Regions from separate parts of the Xenopus laevis genome. Here region 1 is linked to region 2. A link is a contact called in public Hi-C data. All regions are on one chromosome and are shown on one strand. Each heading gives the region's core, a stretch centred on a gene start, on an enhancer-like site or on the middle of the called end of the contact. The rest is flanking DNA. Distances are from core to core; before and after follow the strand shown. Region 1 holds the start of ddx18.L (DEAD-box helicase 18 L homeolog). Region 2 holds the start of dpp10.L (dipeptidyl-peptidase 10 (inactive) L homeolog).

Evidence for each region. Hi-C and Micro-C count contacts between places; a contact is called where the count stands out from the background.
Region 1: a Hi-C map of animal cap shows a contact between it and region 2, with 6 times the contacts expected there. The contact joins the promoter of ddx18.L here to the promoter of dpp10.L in region 2. A contact is called at or near these places in 3 of 4 Hi-C or Micro-C datasets (the XL177 cell line, the XTC cell line and animal cap).

The regions. Positions count from the first base shown.
Region 1 is chr9_10L:55,435,566-55,438,558 of Xenopus_laevis_v10.1, forward strand. ddx18.L (DEAD-box helicase 18 L homeolog) reads left to right here and starts at 1,470. Exons shown (of 14, transcript NM_001091275.1): 1 at 1,470-1,567; 2 at 2,005-2,193; 3 at 2,866-2,993. The coding sequence starts at 1,474. It overlaps LOC121398301 (a long non-coding RNA gene), which reads right to left and starts at 1,459. Exons shown (of 2, transcript XR_005964230.1): 1 at 1,341-1,459.
Region 2 is chr9_10L:55,307,381-55,310,435 of Xenopus_laevis_v10.1, forward strand. dpp10.L (dipeptidyl-peptidase 10 (inactive) L homeolog) reads left to right here and starts at 1,300. Exons shown (of 26, transcript NM_001091635.1): 1 at 1,300-1,513. The coding sequence starts at 1,457.

The DNA.
Region 1 (2,993 bases), core at 220-2,719, 130 kb after region 2:
GTGAAGTCAATTATTATGCAGTAGGGATGCACCGAATCCACTATTTTGGATTCAGCCGAACTCCCAAATCCTTCATGAAAGAACTGAATCATAATTTGCATATGTAAATTAGGGGTGGGAAGGTGAAAACATTTTTTACTTCCTTGTTTTGTGACAAAAAGTCATGCGTTTTCCCTCCCGCCCCTAATTTGCATATGCAAATTAGGATTCAGTTCGGCTGGGCAAAAGGATTCGGTCGAATCCGAATCCTGCTGAAAAAGGCCAAAACCTGGCCGAATCCCAAATTCCATCCCTATTATGCAGGCTAAGAGGGGCTCCCAAACTTTTTCATATGACTATGTTTTCTTTTATTTGGCAAATTTTTATTTTGGGGTTGACTTGCCCTGAAGGAGCACAATAGCCACCCGCACACTTAATGACCTCATATTGCTGCACCCCTAGGGCAGTTGCCGACGTAAAAACCAACATATCACAAAGTTGCCCATAGTTTTTTTCAGAGGCAACTTTGGACGACTTTTTGGACGACTCTCCTCCATCCCCCCACTCGAGTGCATGCACACTTTCTACTCCACCAGCTCTGGGGCTTTGTGCATGGGAGATTTAAAGAACTGTCAAAACCTAACACACCCCCAATATGTGCAGCAGTTAGGGACCAGATATGGCAGGGTCCTACAATTTTCCAGTCCTAGGCCCAGGCCTTCCCACAAATCCAGGCTGAGTGTGCATGAGGAAGGGGTGTACAGAGATGCACTAAGTAGGGTTGCCACCTTTCCGGTATTTTACCAGCCTGGCCAGTAAAAATGATGATTGATCCCAATGTTATTAATAGGGAAAAGAGATAAATATATAGGAAGGCTGGTATTTTTTTCCAGAAAAGGTGGCAACCCTAGCACCAAGGGACCACCACAGGGGGGACCAGCTGCAAGTTTGCTCATCCAATTTAAAGTGGCCAATCTTAGTCACCCCCTTTTCTGAATTGGGTCAAGAGCATCTCCCAAAGGCCAATCCCTCCCCCAACAACATTACTGGTAGCGTCTGTGAAAGCCATAAGTGTCCAGAGCCCAAATACTCTAACAACCTGAAAGAACCCTAATACCCGTATCCCTCTTTTAATTCCCTATACCTCTTACAATGTGCCCTAGTGCCGTCACTAGATAAGCAGCAGTGTGACTACTGAAACGGGGCACTCTTAGCGGGCACATATAGACACGGGTATAGATAGAGTCATGAGTGGGATATATAGACCACTGGGTGGAAGCACTACCGTGTCCAAAATGTGCCCCACAGGCACAGACTCCCAATGCGGAAGTAAAAGGATAAAAACAAAGGAGCTTGTAGACCTGCTTCAAATGTCACCAGCCCCGCCTCCGGTCTCCCTAGTGACGTCACAGTCAGTCAATCCGGCATCGCCGTGGCTTCCTCAGCCTGTAGGAGGCTTCCGGACATTTCCTGTCTGTCCCACGTGTGCCCAAGATGGCGGATCTACAGATGAAGCTGCTGCGGCGGAAAATTCAGAAAAAGAACGAAAAGATCCGGAACCGCAACCGAGAGCGACGGGAAAAGGAAGGTAAGAGTCCCGGGGAGTGATCTTGTGCACCGAGTTGTCCGAGAGGGGAAGCTGATATGACTTTGAGTGCGCGGTTGGAGCGAATGTGATGAGAAAAAGGCAAGGGATGGTGGGTAAGACCAAAGTATGATGGCGTTATTGTGCCGTGATCTGCCTGTCACTTCTTAATGAGCATCACATAGGGCTTTTACAGTCAGTAGTATTCGGGGGGGCGACTCCAGAGAGGGGTTTTCTGTAGGATGGCAGTGATGGACAAATCACCCCCACATGGCACTGTGATAACGCCTAAATGTGTATGATGAGTCTGCTCACAATAACACACACAATAACACACCCACACTAATGTACATAACATTTATTTCACATGAGAAGTGCTGCTTCTTCCTATTTATCGCTTGTGTTAATGGCACTGTCACCTTCTCCCATTTGTTTTGCAGCTATATTATTGACCAGTAAAAGTGAGGAGGAAGCGGAGGGAATTGCAGAAGAGCAAGAAGCAGGCAATGAGGCTGATAAGACAGAGGAAATGCAGCAGCCCTTAGCCCCTGATGTTGAGGAGACCCCACAGACTCCCCCTGCCAAGAAGAAAAAGAAGAGGAAGAATGTAGCCAAGGCTGAGGGTGCAGGTAGGAGTTCATATAATTGGGCACCGGTGGTTGTCACAGAAGCACAAGAAGGGATTGGTTAGACTCGCTGAGCAAAACATAAGGAAAGATCTGGGGTGCCAAAGCTTGTGTGTTTGTGGCATTGCAATGAAATTACTTGACAACAATTGCATGTGCTAGTGGTACAACAAATTGCTATGCATTATTCTAAGCGCTTTCAGCTCATTCAGGTACACTTTTATACTAAATATATCTGTATGCAGGTAACACGTACACACTCAAAGAAGGAACTCTACTGCCTGCCATAACTGCCCCAAATCTAGCAATAGTTTTAGTAGGGGTGAGAGTTTTCCACTAGTTACATGTATGATATATTGCTGTGGCTGTATTGCACAGTGAAATGGTCATTGGCACTGCTGTGTTTCAATCCTTTCATGGAACAAATGTTTATGTATCATACAGGGCCAGCACACTGTATACTTATTAGAGTTCAGTATTGTTTCTGTAAACCTAGTCTGTCTGTGCAGCTGCCAAAGAAATGTGCAAAGAGAGTCCAGAATGGCTGGAATAGTCACAGGACTACAATGAGTTTGGGGTGAACCACTGCATTAGCATAAAGGTTAGAAGGGTCAGAGATCCCTGCAGGGTGTCAGATTCTTCCTGTACTACCTCTCTCTGTATTGTCTCTGTTAGATGCAAAGAAAGCAAAGCAAGAGGAAGAGGCTCCTGAAGCTTCTGATCAAGAGTCCAAATGTGAGAACCATGTAGAAAAGAAAGAGGATGAAGAAGAAAATGGCCCGACTTTGCCCATGGGTCTTACA
Region 2 (3,055 bases), core at 50-2,549:
TTAGGGCAATGTATTTGTTTCTTATGAGTTATGTGAATACATATTATATATTAAAATACTAGGGCAATTATAGATCAGAGTATAATATAGCTACTACTGTGTAGAGAGAGTAGGATATATACAGTATGAAACAAAGGGATTGATACGATATATAATATACAGGAGAATATGTAGGATAGAGTGCAGATTATATAATGTATAGTGGTTATAAAGCACAGACTGTAGGATATGTTATTTCCTGGGGATATATAGGAGACGTTATAGGATATAAAAGGTATAGAGGGATATGTAGAACAAAGTGTAACATATATAATGTACAGGGGGATATATAGGACAGTGTGTAGGGTATATAAGGTAGATGAGGATATATAGGACAGAGTATGGAATGTACTGGCGGAGAGAGTATAGGGTAGAAAATATAAGGTGCAGAATAGAGAGTGCACAATCTATAAGGTGCAGAGGGATATACAGGACTGGGTGTAGGGTACATAATGTACAGAGGAATGTGGAGGAGAGAGTATATGCTATTTAAGGCCACAGATATACAGGAGATAGTATAGAATATGCAGTATATGGTACAGAGGGATACATAGGAGAGGGTGTAGAAAATATACATACAGAGGTACTGTATATGTAAGACAGAGTGTAGGATATACTGTATAAGGCACTTTGGGATATATAAGACAGAGTGCAGGGTATACAAGATACAGAAGAATATATAGGACAGAGTGTAGGATATATAAGGCACACAGATATACAGTAGAGAGTGTATAATATATAAGGTACAAGGGGATTTATAGGGCTGAATGTAGAATATATACAGTATGGTAAACAGTAGTATAAACGTAAGGTAATAAGTGAGAGTGTAGAATATATAAGATACAGAGTGATATATAGGACAGAATGTAGGATATTAAATGTACCTGTGGATATATAGGAAAGTCTGTAGGGTATATTACCAGGCTAATATATAGGGCAGTGTGTAGGGAAAATAAGGTACAGGGGATATAGAGGACAGAGTGTGGGTATATAAGGTAAAGATATACATTACACAGTATGGGATGTACTGGCAGGGACAGTGTGAGGGGGATGTATAAGGAGTATATATAGTAGGTATAGAAAACAGGGAGGCTAAAACAGAAGAGGAGTCCTGTGCAGTCTCCCAGTTAGTGGGGGTATATAACATATAAATACACACATATAAGGCGTATATAGTAGAGAGGGTGCAGGGGGTGGGCTGGCAGGAGGGAGGGGCTCGGTGCAGCCGCATCTCTCCCACCAGTGTCTCAGAGTGCGAATCTGTCGGTGTGTGTGTGTGCGAGTCGCTGCGCGAGTCCGGGAGACAGAGGGAGCCGCTCGGCTTATTCCGCAGGATGCTGCCCGCTCTGCCTGCTCCGCTCTTTCTGCCCCGGGCCCCTCACTGACCGCTGCATTTACCCATAAGCCCCACATCACAATGACTGCCAGCAAGGAACAGTCGGGCGGCAGTCGGGGCCCCAACCCCCCGGAGCAGGTAAGAGCCTTATCCCCCTCCACAGACACCAGTGGGCAGCCAGCAGCACCCCTCTTATACAAATCATGGTGTTGGGGGGTAACAGCAATATCTCCTGGGTATCAGTGATCACTTGGGGTGGGGGGGGGATGGGAGGTCAATAACAAAATACCCTGTGTGATTGGCAGAGAACTGTAGCACAATACCCCGGGCACTGGCAATTGTATGAATGGGGCAACCAGCAATATTCGATGGGCAGCAAGCAGAAGGGGCACTGCTACATACCCTGGGCTCTGTTCAGCAGCCTGGCAATGCAGGGGCACCGGGGGCATCATACACTTGTGTCATTCACTCACTCACACATACACACACACTAACATATATACACTCTCATGTATCTTCTATCTCTCTCTCTATCGTCTATCTAAGGATCTATCTATCTATCTATCTATCTATCTATCTATCTATCTATCTATCTATCTATCTATCTATCTATCTATCTATCTAATCTATCAACTATATCTATCTATCTATCATCTATCTATCTATCTATCTATCTATCTATCTATCTATCTATCTATCTATCTATCTATCTATCTATCTATCTATCTATCTATCTATCTATCTATCTATCTATCTATCTATCTATCCATCTATCATCTTTCTATCTGTCTTTCTCTCATCTGTCTGTCTGTCTATCAATTATCATCCACCCTCTCTCTCTCTCTCTCTCTCTCTCTCATCAGCATCTAATTGCCATCTCTCATCTATCTATCTATCTATCCAGGGTCGGACTGGCCTGGCGGGAAACCGGGAAAAAACCCGGTGGGCCCCGACCCTTCATGGGCCCCCGCCGGGCCAGACCCCCGCGATCATTGTATTTAAAAAAAAAACTAAATGCGCATGGGCGCCTGCGGCGCTCCGCCTGCGCATGAGCTCCTGCGGGAGCCGTCTACACATGCACACTGGCATATAAATTAAGGTAGTGAGCACACAGCGCGGCGCAGCAAGGGAGCAGGGGTGTCTGAGGGGCCCCTGGACAGCAGTCCCGGTGGGCCCCTGGACCCCCAGTCCCACTATCCATCTATCCATCCATCTATCTATCTATCATCTATCCATCCATCCATCCATCCATCCATCCATCCATCCATCCATCCATCCATCCATCCATCCATCCATCCATCCATCCATCTATCTATCTATCTATCTATCTATCTATCTATCTATCTATCTATCTATCCATCCATCCATCCATCCATCTATCTATCATCTATCTATCTGACTCCTGGTCATATACTACATATAAAAAGGTGTAAAAAGCATGTGTTATTTTTTGGACCTTGCACTTAGCCCTGTTTGATAAATAAGGCCCATTCACTAAACCTTTTACCAGTAGCTCGTGAGCAACATGTTGCTCACCAACCCCTTGGATGTTGCTCCCAGTGGCCTCAAACAGGTCCGGACTGAGAATTAAAATAGGCCCTGGCATTTCAGGTACACAAAGGCCCAATCAGCCCATATAGAGGCCCAAACAGCCCCCACCAGCCCACTAAATACTGACTT